Regions from separate parts of the Mus musculus genome. Here region 2 is linked to region 1. A link is a contact called in public Micro-C data. All regions are on one chromosome and are shown on one strand. Each heading gives the region's core, a stretch centred on a gene start, on an enhancer-like site or on the middle of the called end of the contact. The rest is flanking DNA. Distances are from core to core; before and after follow the strand shown.

Region 1 (7,177 bases), core at 3,704-6,203:
ATTGTTGAAAATGCTGTCTTTCTTCCACTGGATGGTTTTAGCTCCCTTGTCGAAGATCAAGTGACCATAGGTGTGTGGGTTCATTTCTGGGTCTTCAATTCTATTCCATTGGTCTACTTGTCTGTCTCTATACCAGTACCATGCAGAAAAACCAGGACTCTTAACATTTCTCAGGAATTCTTTCTTCAAGAAAAGTTCTTGGGAAATATGGACCTGAACTGATCTAACCTGAGTCTTCTTCCCATCACTATTAAGAATGGGACTGTGAAAGATAAAATCAACCCAAGAAAAGAGTTGTACCACATGCCGTACAGGTAACATCTGTTCTGATACTACATCCCAGAATGGCAGAAAGAAAGATATTAAGATGCAGGTGGTACATACTAGATATTCAGATAGCATTAGACACTTTTATGACATTTTGGAAGAGGGAAAATTAGATGTTGGAGCAAAGCAATATGAGTCATTTATTCGTATCGAATCTTTTTGCAAGGTAGCCCAGGCTGACCTCAAACTCATCATCCTCCTGCCTCAGCCTCCTCAGGCTAGGCTTACAGATATACACCACCACACCTTGCTCCATACTGAATCTTTGTGAGACCTAGCTAATCGAAAATACTTTGTTTTTGACCCATAGTTCAGAGGGAAAGATAAATAAAAAACATTCAGAATAAGAAAGATCACTCTTCCGCTTCATCTGTGTAGATAATCAGAACTGGATTACAACCAGAACTACCAGAACTAAAACTTTGAAACATGAGTTTCTAAGAGAAACCCAGAAAAAGCACGTCAATGAGTCCTTTCTCTCAATGGGCAGAAAAGCATGAACACAGTACTACAAATGTTTTTTATGAAAGTCAACTTCTGATTGAAAACACAAAGGCCACACTGTACACTGAAGCTACAGATACAATACAGCTGAGGGCAGAGAGCGAAAGGTCAGGTGCCAGTTAGTATTAGTAATGGAAACACGATCCCATAAATGGGATCGGAAACAATCACCGAGCAGAGTGTCTCAGAGAAGAAAGGCTGATATTATCACCACCACGCGTGTAAACCTTCCTAGTTCCCAAACTGTAAAGTGTAAAACACTGTTTTTACCAGGTTTTCTAAAATGTGTAACTACGTCCTGTAACTTGGTTTTAGTTTTCTGTACTAAGAGTCCTTTCAGATACATCCTTTTGTTCCTTTATTTCTAGGGTGAACTGGAATCATAGCTTTGTACAACGCATGTACACTGGCAGCCTGTTGTAATGTGTACTGGTAACTTGCCTAGAAACACCAACTTTAGGACAGAAACATCTAATTAGAGGTTTGTAATCAGTCCAGGCGATCTGCCTTCACACTAGCATGACGGAGAGCATGAACTCTGGTGTCTGTCTGACCAGCCTAGTTCAAATCTTGGCTCTGCCAGTGACAAGAGGTGTGACCTCGAGAAGTATGGGTTGCCTAACTTCATCAAAGGCCAACATAAAGAAATAATAAGTCTCATAATCATAATAAAAATGATGTTCACCTCACATTATTCTTATAAAGACTCAAAGGGAGAATAAATTTTAGAATTAAAAAGAGTTCCTGTTACGTAATAAATCCTGCCTAATTCATTCGAGGAAGACTATCCCTGAATCTGTTACCTGCCTGTGGATTCTATTCTCCTAACTGGGCTGCCTTGTCTTGCCTCAGTGGAAGATGATATGTCTAGTCGTGCAGTGACTTGATGTTCCAGGGTGGGAGGGCCTCAGAGGAGAAGGAGAGGGGGAAGTTAGGGGGAGATGTGTGAGGGGAAACTGATATTGGGATGTAACGTGAATAAATAAATTAATTAATGGGGAAAAAAATCCCTGCCTAAATTTTTAGTACTATCAGGTTAAGTACTATACAGGTTAAGATATTTACATTTTATGACCTTTGTAAGATTGAAAAGAGAAGAGAATAGCAACACTAACCACACAAAATTGTGATAAAGATGAACTGAGGCAATGTCAGTAAAAGATGCTGTTCCATGGGACAGCTATGCGCAAATGGAAGAAGGCATGTTTCTCTATCTTACTGATAACTGTTTTCTCAATTCTGTAACCAAAGATAACACATAATATTTGAACTAATTTTGCACAAAGCTACAGAAATTCCTTACGATGATTCCAGTTTCATTGATTGTTTCCATAGTCCAATGAAACTCAAGAAGAGACACTTTGGGGCTGGAGAGACGGCTCAGCAGTTAAGAGCACATCCAAGCTCCATCACCAGTCCTCAAGGCAGGCAGCTCAGAACCACCTGCAACTCTAACCACAAATGATCCAGTTTCCTCTTCCAGCCTCCAGAGACACCTGAACTCTGTGTGTGTGTGGGGGGGGGGGGGGGGGTGAGTATATACACACACACAACACACATAAACATAATTAAAAATAAAAACTCTTCGAAGAACAGGAGGAGGACAGGGAAGCGGTACCTGTCCCAGGAAAAACGAATCATCAAGGCAAATGATCCTTTAACAATAGACTCACAGCACCCATTAGCTAGGCAGAAAATCATTATCCTTTTTAGCCCAATGGTGCTCAGGGCTTGATCTCTGAACAAGAAGACCCCATACAAGGCACACTGGGCATTTTTACACAGTCTCCTTGAACTCCACCCTAACGTACAGAAGCAAAAATCACAAACAGAAGTCTGAATTTAAACAAGACCATCACGTGAATCCAGTGTCCACCTATATTTAAGAGTTGCTGCTGCAAAGTTGTGTTGAGGAAAGTCACAATCCGTGTGGTTAGCACTTTGTCACTATGGAGGGCGGTGGGGGGGGAGGCCAGAAAATAGGAAGGAAAAGATTCCTCCCACCAAATTGTAATCCAAGTCAATTTTAATATATAGTAGACAAAGTTCAATGCAATCAATATTTAACTTTTCCTTTAAATACGCCTTCCCAGTAACGTCTCGCAGGCTAACACACTAATTGTTTTATAGCTGGTCATTACGTTGCAGGTGGCTTTCCCAGTGCTCCACAGGTTTGCTCCTCTCTTTGCTGGCCTGCCTGCCTGTGCCATGTGACATGTAGGGCCTGAAACTCAGCATTCTTCCAGGTCATGATGCTCCCGAGCCTCGTCCTCCACTGAACTTGCCTTAAATACAACTGCCCTTCTCAGTATGAGGCTCCAGACACTTGAGCTTGTGGCCGCCATCCCCACCCAGACACTGCCTACAACACTCAGCTACACTCACAGCAGTTTTTCAACCTATAAGAAGCACAGCTGGGGTGGGTTTGTAAAGAACCTATTATGTCAAGAAATTATGTATATTTCCTCTTTTGATTAAACGATCGCATCATTCACATGAACTTATTAAGCAAAACAGCTAGCCTTATCCCCCTGACTGACTCAGCAGCATCCTGCATTAAATCCTTGACAGGGAGTACAGCTTTTGACACAAAGGAATGGCATCTTCTTGCCACATTGAGATATTTAACAACTGAGTCAGTGGGGCCACACCCAGGTACTGTAGAGAAGTGGGGATAGTTGGATTGTGTGTCTGCTGGTCCCCCATTGCAGGACACCATCTGGAAAGTGCATTCCAAGGCCTACTGCTCATGGCTACACACTGATCTGGTCAATCTCCCTTGAGAACATCAATCTGATGGCTGTCAATGAAAGATGCAGGTTTGTAGGAGGACATTCAAAGTGACCAAAGCAGGGGACATCAGAAAACTAGAGGTGAGAACAGGACAGCTGTACTGGCTGGTTTGGGGTGTCACCTTAACAGAAGCTGGAGTCAACAGTGGAAGGAGCCTTGGTTAAGAAAAGACCTCCATAAGATCCAGTTGTAAGGCATTTTCTCCATTAGTCATGGATGGGGGAGGGCCCAGCCTATTGTGGGTGGTGCCATCTCTGGGCTGGTGGGCTTGGGCTCTGTAAAGAAAGAAGGCTAAGTACACCATGTAAAGCAATCCAGGAAGCAGCATCCCTCCATGGCCTCTGCATCAGCTCCTGCCTCCACATTCCTGCCCTGTTTGAGTTCCTAGCATAACATCCTTTGTTGATGAACAGCAATGTGGAAGTGCAAGCAGAATAAACCCTTTCCTCCCCAACTTGCATTTTGGTCATGGTGTTTCCTCGGAGCATTAGAAACCCTAACTAGGACAAAAGCATAAATTAGAGATAAGAAGTGACACTGAAAGTGTAGGAATCCAGATACCATGCATTCAAGAAGAATCTCAAGAGCAAAGGAACCCACAACCAAACGCATGGGTGTTAGTTACATTGTGCTAGAATGGTCAGAAGAGAAATGACTGACTTCAACATCAGCTTGGAATAGTAATGTTTGTTCTGACAGCGTTAGCAGTGACCCAGGAGAAGAGAAATAAATAGAAGCTCATAAAACCATCAAGTCACCCAAGGCTGAGAAGAAATGTTATAATTCTTTCTTATTTTCAAGGGCTTTTATGTAGGAAAGGGATTAATTGAATCAGTAAGCACACAACTAAGACCAAAGGGTCAAAAAATCACAAGAAGGCTAACTTTGAGTCAATATATGGGAAGGCTTTTTTTTTAGCAATTAAAACCCTCTACAAATGGAATGGGCCACCATGTGAAGCAATGAGTTCTCTGGCCCTAGGAGTATAAATTATGATCAGTCCAGATAGCCATAGCAAAGATTTCTCCTTTAGTAGAGCAGAGATCAGCTGGCTCTTGAACTTCATTAGCATTTAAATTCTACCCCCCACAATCCTCCCCCTCCCCCCAAAGAAAGGAAGAAGGAAAGGAAAACTAGGATAGAAAGCAAGCCTTCTCACCACTAAGAGAGAAGAAAGAACGGGTGGAGAGCACAGGAGTTACGATGACCCCGGTCTAAATTACAAATAGCAGCCCTCTACTTCCATTCTGGGAAATAAAGCTGATATAGGCTTATTTTTTACCTATGACATCACACTACTGCAAGAACTTCTCTGGTTACTCTTATCACTGTGGGCCAGTTCCAGCAGAAGTTTACAGACTTCAGAAGTCAAGATAAATAAAAGGGAAACAGCTAAGTTCCTGAAAGCAGACCGCTGAGAAAATTCTAAAATGATCTTTCAGTCTCCTCGTTTAGCATAATGAGGAAGCAGAAGGGGGAGGCTCTGCAGTGAGGGGACTATAAAAAGCTCACCAAGCACTTGGGTAAGAACGGATGACACCGTAGACCAGCGTGAGATCAGCTTACACTGAATTCTACAGGGAGGTTCCTAGGGACTGGACCGCACACAAAACCAGTGGAAATTTTGTAGAAGGAAAGTAATCAGTTTCAGACTCAATCTGAGTTGATTTCCCATTTCTGTACAGGGCAATAAATCCTTAATGTGTATATTGGTGATCTCCAAGGTGATGCAACTTAAGGAAAGAACATGGGGGTCATATAGCAATAACACTAAGTCAAAGCCACTCCTGGGACAGGCTCACAGTTCCTTTCCTGGGAACAGAGGTAATGAGGCTCTGGGCTTACATGTCTGAGAGAAGGGTGGCCTGCCCTTGTCTTCTGCCAACATTCTGCTGCCTTCTCACCTGAAAAGGTCAAGACACCACTGAGGCAGCTCTCATTCTGCCACGAGAAAGAAAGAGAAGATCCCTTGTAAGTCAACTGTGTCAGCCCTGTGCACATTCTAACCCCTGCAAACACTCCAGACCCACGTTGTCCCTGTAGCCCAAGAACTATCACCATGAAAGAGTGTATTTACACAGACAAAAAGAGAGTTTTCACTCAAAGATCTAAGACCACTAAGCAGGACTGGAAGAGGAAGAAATACTGAAATTCACAAATGTTCAGAGCCTTGGCAACTGTTTAATGGCACACTAGGACAGATAAACAGTTTGGGGATATCATAAAAGTCACGGAGTAGCATAGAATTCTCAGCTAACTTCACGATAAAATTTTGTGCACGATAAAATTATATAAGGATAAGATAAATCTACTCAATATTGTCAGACATCAACTTTAAATATAGTTGTTCCTCTTTCTTTGTATGTTTCAAAAGTATAGGCACAAGACACAGGTGACCTCTTCCTCATTCTGATTCTGATAGTTTCTGACCTGTGTCAATCAATGTCAGGACTGCTCTTCTCATGAACTCCGACCCCATCCACTGTCATATACTATACTGAACTGGCTAAATGGGAGCTTCCCGTGGAGTCTCCTTGTAATTTTATCAAAGCAATGACTACATTTCCCTTCCTAAGAATTCAGAAAATTCTTCTATTTCTTTTCTGTGTAGACTATAAGCTAAACATTTAAAGTTTTTAAAACATATTTGTTTTTAAAAAAAGAAAGAAAGAAGAAGCAGCAAATACTCTTTTTCAGAACTCCAATTGCTAAGCAAAAATTCATGTCTTACAAATAAGAAAGTAATCATTTGTATTATACAGCTATCTTATTTGGAAAATCGAAACAACCACAAAAGGGGGCGAGAGTAAGAAAATCAGTCAAATGTCTCCTCATCTCCACCATCCAAGTCACACATTGTTCAAGACAAATCAGTAGTTCCTATTTCGTTAGCATCGGTAATAGATTACTGCTACGGGTAGCAAAAGCAAAAGTGGGCAAGCAAGGCTGGAGACAGAGCCCAGACCAGGGCTTTCTGAATGCTAAGCAAGCACTCGACCCACTGAGCCACACAGGCAACTCCCAAAACTCTGATATGATAAGAAAAGAGAGAACCCTCAAGACCAGAGATGCCAGTTAAGAGGTTATAGGCAAGAAGCAAAACTGTGACCCACAAAAGGAGGTGGAAATGATAAAGTGGACTTCATCAAAGCTTACAACTTCCTTTTTCAGAGAATCTGTTAAGAGAATGTGAAGATGAGCTGCAGGCTAGAAAAGAATTTGCCACCCTGACTTCTACCCTCACAAGAGTCACTTGAAATCAACTGAGTTCGAGAGCAGAAGCTATGACACTCCTAGAAAACAATGTAAGGAAAGGCCCACTGTCACACTGGATCTGGCAGTGGTTCTTGGATAGTCACCAGAAATCAAGCAATAAAAGCAACAGTGAACAAGTAAGGCTGGGTCAAGCTGAAAGGCTTCTGCATGGGAAAGAAAATAATCAACAAAATCAAAAAGCAACCTCTGGAACAGAGGGAAATTCTTATAAGCCATCTATGTGATATGGGGTAAGATCCAAAAAAATATATGAGAAACTCATGCAACTCAGTTGCAA
Region 2 (6,799 bases), core at 542-3,041, 230 kb before region 1:
AGCTGCTGCTGACACTTGTGAACAAACAAACAAACAAAATACTGGTCTCTTGGAGTTACCCTCCTATTGTGAGAGACAATAAGGAACAAGATACATTTTGAGAGTACATAGCATCTTACTTGGTAGAAGTCCCAAGAGGAACCCGAACAACTTGGGTTTGCTTTGGGAGTAAGATAGGATCCCACTGGAGGACCTCCAGGAGCAGAAGGATCTGATTGCTGTGTTCTCAGCACTGTTGACTACTGTGTTATGGACAAATTGATTAGGGTCAAGGACAGCAGGAAAAGGTAGGAGGCAGATGCTGTGGTTTGTTTAAGAAATTATGGTCATGAAGGCAGAGGTGGTTGGATTCCGATTGCATACTGAGAAGTGTACTCTCCTACCAGTGTGTATGTCTATGCTGCTGCTGCAGGGCCATTCAGGGTCTGGCCACTGGTAGAAGGGACAGCGATCACAGTCTCCTCTTTCCTGTTTCTCCCATCTTGAGTTTTACACCAGTGACACACTCAGCTACACGAAATTCTTCTATGTGTTTCCCTCACTAATGTCTTTTGTATGATTTCTCATACTAGCACACAACCCACTCTTCTCCTTGGCTCAGTCTTACTTATTGAAGACTGAAATTGGCTTTCCTTTTTCCTGGTCATTTATGGACACGGAGCCCAGAAATAATAAAAGCCCAGTGAATTTATTTTGCCAAATATCAATGTGCAAGGCTTGTTAACAAGCAAAACTTACTATGTCTAGGTCAATTGTCCTACATACACTAAACCTTAAGAACATAATATTGAAAGGGATGATAAAAGCTTTGCCCCAAGCTACTGCTATAACCTCTATAGTTGACTTCTATAGAGTTTACCTTAGAGAAGCCATTCCTACAAACCAGCTACGACACGCAGGAAAACAAGCTCTCCGAAAGGCATGCCATAGCCAGAAGTATCTAAATGACTTTTTGAATGGAAATAAAATAAAGTTTTTGAATGGAAATAAAATAAAGTGCACCCTTATCTAAAACCTGTGAGGAGGACAGAAAACAGAAATATTCACAATAGCATAAGACTTATCCTCTCCTTTCTCTCCTCATTGCTTCTGGCTTTTCTAGACTCTTGGATTCTACAGCAGCCTCGTTCCGTTCAGTTCTCCATCCCCACTTACTGCTGTCAGCAGGAGGGAAGCAAATGCAACTCTTCAAACTCACAGTCTACTCTTCCATTTAAACTATGTTCAAGTCTATCTTCTCCCCGACTTTTCCTTCACAAGGACCAGTACCCTTCAGCCCTCCATGCTGTTGCCAGCACAGGAGTCCCTGCGTTACTCTTGCCCTGACAACTGACTCTCCTCACAGACTAATCTTCAACCATCTTAATCAATATGTGACACTTTCCTGATCCAAACCTTTCAGTGGCTTCCAGTTTGTACTTATAATACAGTAATAGTGAAAACGAAACAGTATAAAGCCATCTGTAAGGATATACATGAACATTTATTCCTACTTCTCACCCTGGCCAACTTCTAGTAGTGTCTGGAGATATTCTTGGGTACCATAACTTGAGAGAAGAGGTACAACTGGCAACTGTAGACAGAGACCAGACATGCTGACAAGTGGCTGCCAGTACATAGGATAGCCACTGCCAACAGGATTGTTCAAACCAGCACAAATGTTAAAACCTTGTGTTGTGTGACCTGAGCTTACTACTTCCTTTGACCTCAACTTGACTCACTTGTCCCCTTGGCCTGCTCTCTGCTTCTTGACACAACCAGTTCCTTCTCACTCTGGGGCCTTCGTGTGGCAAACTATTGTTGAGTAAACATTTATTGAAGACTTATTCTGTCTTAGCTCCTGTGTTTGATTAAACAATGAGTAAGACAAGCACCCATTTTTTTTTACAGTGGATGCAGACAGCTAGCTGAAGTCAGGGAGGCAAATGAGTGACCTAAAACACATGCAGGATACCAGACACTAAGGAAGGCTGTCAGCTCAAACCTCCATGCTTTTTTCAGGGAAGAGACCAAATACTGAAACAGTTTTCCCTTCAGCATCCAGCACAAATGTTCAGTATCTAAGAAGCAATCTAAAAATGTTCTTGACTTCATGGCCCAAAGAATGTCCTGTCTTATGAAACTGCAAAGTGTTTTAAGCACAAAACCAGAAACTGTCTCTTTGAAACAGCACATCCCTTGCTAATACAGAACAAAGTAATTTAGGACTAAGTCCACAAAAATGAAACTATGCAGTACAAAGATGACAAGAAAAGAAGAAATGGGAGCATTACACAGACATGGGGTAAACATTCATCATGCATGCTATGAGCCTCTAGGACCTGAGTCCTTGAGCACATTCCTCCAAAAAGTCTCAATGGGATGAGAGGGCTCAGATCCATGTGAAGATTAAACTGGACTCTAAACAGAAATTCACATGAGTTTGAAAAAGAACTGAGAACGAAGCTTTTGAGTGTGTCTCATCTAAATATGGCTTTAATCCACGTAAGCAGCCATGGATGAGGGAGCAGTGATGGACTAGAACATTCTTCAGCTATCATCTCTCTCCCAGGGTCATAAACCAAGGAACCATGTGACAAACATAATAAAGCATTTCAGTTACAAGTTTATCGGGGCTACCATGGAATTGGGGTGGGCCACATAAAACCTGGAGAGAAGAATAAACCATGGGGCTTACTTTAAAAACATTTTGGCTGAGAACTAGGGATGAAGTAATTACACACTGCACTGTAGGAGCTATCATGTGACCAGTAGCACAGAATAAGATAAATCACTAGGAAACAACAAAAAGCAAGGGCAATAAAAACTACGTTAGGGGTGAATGCAGGTGACACCAGGGTTATATTTAGAAACACTTAAAGGATGGAGATGATTTTGGTGAACAGCACTGACTGAGGAGTGAGTAGATCTTCTCAGCCACGGCTCCAGCAGAGCTGTGAGAAGCAAGAAACCAAAAGGCCGTCTAAGCAGAGCATTTCTTGGCACTTTGAGACCAAGTGTTTTAAATCCAGGTTGCGGTTCTTTCACAAGGTTCTTTAAATGTCAAGGTGGGAGAAACAGACTGTTAGGGTGCAAATGTTTAGATGGCCAAGGCGCTTTAGATGTAGCACCAATGTGGAAGAACGATGCCTTCAAAACAAAAAATTATGCAGTTGAAGTAAAGCAAGGGAAGTTGGTTATTATGCTTGACTGACTAAACTATTACAAAACTCTAGCTTGAATAAGAGCACTAGATCCAAGATTATGATAATAGGGGCAGAAATGAAAAAATATAGAGCAAGGTAGAGTTCAGAAGTTATTTTTTAAATTAAAAACTAACTGAAAATATTTTAAATGTTCCATCACAAGGTATGTCATAGAGAAATGACTGCCAGGATTATCTGATATCTCTCTCTCCCAAATGTCTATCCTGAATGATGTCTGCCCCCTACACTTGACTCTTGAAGTCACTGCTTTGGGAGAAACATCTCTGGCTTTGCAGATGGAAGCTGGCTCTGCTCAGGCTTTTGACAATGACTCAGGAAATGACCTTGGAGAAGTACTTGACCTTGATGAGCCTGATTTGCTTTTGAGCAGGTAGGATGAAGGATATAAGTAACCAAAATGGCCCCATAAAGCCAAGAGTCTTGGTACTAGTACATCATTGTGAGGTTATTTGGCAAGATGGAAAGGTGGATGCTATCCCAGCAGAGCTGATAACCAAAGCTGTAGTCTCCCCTCCCCCAGCCTGAAACCTGCTTGCTCGGGGTGGAGCTTCCTGCTCATTCGTTCTGCCACGCCCACTGCTGGAACCTGAGGAGCCACACACGTGCACCTTTCTACTGGACCAGAGATTATTCGGCGGGAATCGGGTCCCCTCCCCCTTCCTTCATAACTGGTGTCACAACAATAAAATTTGAGCCTTGATCAGAGTAACTGTCTTGGCTACATTCTTTTCTCTTGCCCCGTCTAGATTCCTCTCTTACAGCTCGAGCGGCCTTCTCAGTCGAACCGTTCACGTTGCGAGCTGCTGGCGGCCGCAACATTTTGGCGCCAGAACTGGGACCTGAAGAATGGCAGAGAGATGCTAAGAGGAACGCTGCATTGGAGCTCCACAGGAAAGGATCTTCGTATCGGACATCGGAGCAACGGACAAGTACACATGCTAGCGCTAGCTTAAAATTTCAGTTTTGTAAAGTGTTGCTGAGGATGCGGTAGGATACGAATTAAGCTTGAATCAGTGCTAACCCAACGCTGGTTCTGCTTGGGTCAGCAGCGTGTTAATCGGAACTAGAAACGGAAACAGGCAGGTTAGCCGCAGCTTTTTAGGAAGCTGCTTAGGTGGAAGAAGAAAGGGTTTAAAGTCATGGATCAGGCGGTAGGCCGTAGCTCTCCGAAGCTACATGAGGTGTGAGAAAAGAAAGGGTTTATTAAAAGGAATAGGCGTATTGCCCCAGTTAATAAAAAATGCATCATAAGGGAGGAAAATGTCCCAAAAAGCAGAGAGAAATATCTCTCTGGGCCTTATAGCAGGAGTACTCTGTTACCTTTTGTGTCTTGTCTAATGTCCGGTGCACCAATCTGTTCTCGTGTTCGATTCATGTATGTTCGTGTCCAGTCTGTATGAATGAATGTTCTATGTTTTGTGTTGGATAATAAAGATGGTATAAAAAACTTTATCTGCAAAGCCGAGAGCTGCCACGTGTTTCAGCCAGGAATCAGACACGTGGCGAGAGGGCCCCTGCTGGAAAAACTGTTCGTTTTAGGAAATAAGGGCGAGTGCACAGCCTCTAAGTTTCAGAGTAAAAAAGCTAATAAATGGTTCATGATTAATGTGTTTGACAATGGTAAAGTGTTTTTTATTTTATGATTGTAGCTACAAAAATTATTATTCTCTGATTGGTCTAAATGTAACTGCTTCATTTGGTTCTTTTTTATTGGTAATGTGCTCTAAGTGTTTTCACAATCAGCTCATAAGTTGTTGGTTAAGATTAATAATTGTTACATTGCTACAGATGGTTAGTGTTAAATTTGATAACTCAAGTTTAGAGTCCTTCCGACACATGGCATAAGGCAGCCCAAGAGGCTGGGTCTCTAAAGATATTTCTAGTTTAGGTAATAATTAATATGGTTCGTATCCTAAATAGTAAAATTTAAAATAAGATTTAAAGCAATGTCTCTTTATTAAAGCATTAAAGCTTGTTTTAATAGGTATTCATAGGTATTAATTGACATCCAAACTTCGTAATATGATAGTAATGCTTCTAATATTGATTTTAAAGATAATAAATTGTTTTAAACTTGGGTTTTGCTTTCCCAAGGTTACAGGTATTATCCTAACCTTGCACAAAAAACTTAAAAATTATGGTTAAAACTGCTATTGTTCCATTGACTGCAGCTTGCAGTTTGATTTCAAATTTAAGATCTTTAATTCACCTGTATACTGTAATTAAGATAATTACAAGAGTAATCATCTTATGAGAGCGCTCATACAGCTCACTTCATACAAAACTGTGACAGAGTTATCTAGTTATGTTTGTCTTTGTGAATAGATTAGACAAACAGTTTGGTTATAGTTGCTGCCTGGCAGGAAACTGTAGTACAGGCAATTTTTTCACAACACTAAAGTTGTGAAGAACGTTTTAACTGTAAGTCATCTTAAGAAAGAGTATCAAAATTTAGAGGCGTAGACAGTTATATTGTTTCTCTAAAATCGGTCCTTATTACAGGAGGGCCAGGATGCTCAGATTAAAAAGTATTTTACGTTTGAGTCAATGCAGGGCTCTGGGCAGCCCCAGAGCGGCTTGTGGCCTTTCTTTTGTTTTGCAAACAGTGCCTGAGAAAGATTTTTTCCCTGTGTTCAAGAGAAATTCTTTTTAACAGTGTTACAGATCTATTCAGATGTTTAAAATAATGCTTAAATTCAAAGAGTTTTGCTTCTAGTGAACTGTAATCACTAGAAAATTTTGCCTCTAGGTATGGCTAATGTAACTTTACATTATGTAAGAAAAAATTTTATTGTTTCTGCTTCTATACAAGAAGCCAAGAGTTTTAATCTTTCAGTGTATATTGTTTCCTAAGTAAAAGGTATTTTATTAACTAATGCTTCTTAAAGTTTACCTTAAATCCTTGCTCTCACCCAAAAGATTCAGAGACAATATCCTTTTATTACTTAGGGTTTTAGTTTACTACAAAAGTTTCTACAAAAAATAAAGCTTTTATAATTGTTATTAATTGGTAATTAAAAATTGGTTGTGCCCAAAACAATTCTTTGGCCAAAAAGAAAACATTATTGTAAAGTCATTTTTCTCATCCTCCCAGCCAATCGTTGGCCCATGTGGGCCCAACTAGCTTCTGTGGGGCGGAGTCTTAAGACACAGTTTCCCCTGTTCCAGCACAGATGATCTAGTTGTGTGCTGTAGATGGTGTTTTAAAATGCTGAACAATCAAACCTTAATTTGTATATTAATACTCAATGCCATATCTCTGAGCTCGCAATTGCTTAAATTGTTCATCCCTCAGATACTATTAATTCTCAAATTTACAATTGCTTATGCATATTTCTAGTTAATAAATAAATTATGCACATGTGACTCTTAATAACTTTGCAAGCCTTCTAGTTACAACTGCTCCTTAAGAAAATTGATTAAAAGTGCAATTAGTCACTGCCCCTTTACAGCCAAGTATTTAAAATGTTTTGTCAACTAGTTATTAATTCAAAAGTTTAGGTATTGTAAAATTTTAAAACTTTAACTTCTTAAAAGACAAAAAAGAGAGAAATTGTATCCCCGTGCATGCTATTTAGTGCATTCCCATGCAC

Evidence for each region. A called contact is a pair of places that touch in the nucleus more often than the background predicts.
Region 2: a Micro-C map of the HL-1 cell line shows a contact between it and region 1, with 2.0 times the contacts expected there. The contact joins two enhancer-like sites. A contact is called at or near these places in 1 of 15 datasets of contacts at CTCF or cohesin (pro-B cells), 3 of 484 Hi-C or Micro-C datasets (CD4 T cells, the HL-1 cell line and nephron progenitors) and 2 of 115 datasets of contacts at active chromatin or transcription factors (bone marrow-derived dendritic cells and neural progenitor cells).

Annotation. Positions count from the first base shown.
Region 1 is chr5:88,979,672-88,986,848 of GRCm38.p6, reverse strand. All of the region lies in intron 3 of Slc4a4 (solute carrier family 4 (anion exchanger), member 4), which reads right to left. Among named protein-coding and RNA genes, the nearest start is that of Slc4a4, 96 kb to the right of the region's middle. Within about 2 kb of position 4,953, at least 64 of the 459 cell types and tissues checked have an H3K27ac peak or open chromatin away from gene starts, as enhancers often do. A contact at or near this core is called in the HL-1 cell line, where this site is marked.
Region 2 is chr5:89,206,238-89,213,036 of GRCm38.p6, reverse strand. All of the region lies in intron 19 of Slc4a4 (solute carrier family 4 (anion exchanger), member 4), which reads right to left. Among named protein-coding and RNA genes, the nearest start is that of Gm35855, 16 kb to the left of the region's middle. Within about 2 kb of position 1,791, at least 6 of the 459 cell types and tissues checked have an H3K27ac peak or open chromatin away from gene starts, as enhancers often do. A contact at or near this core is called in the HL-1 cell line, where this site is marked.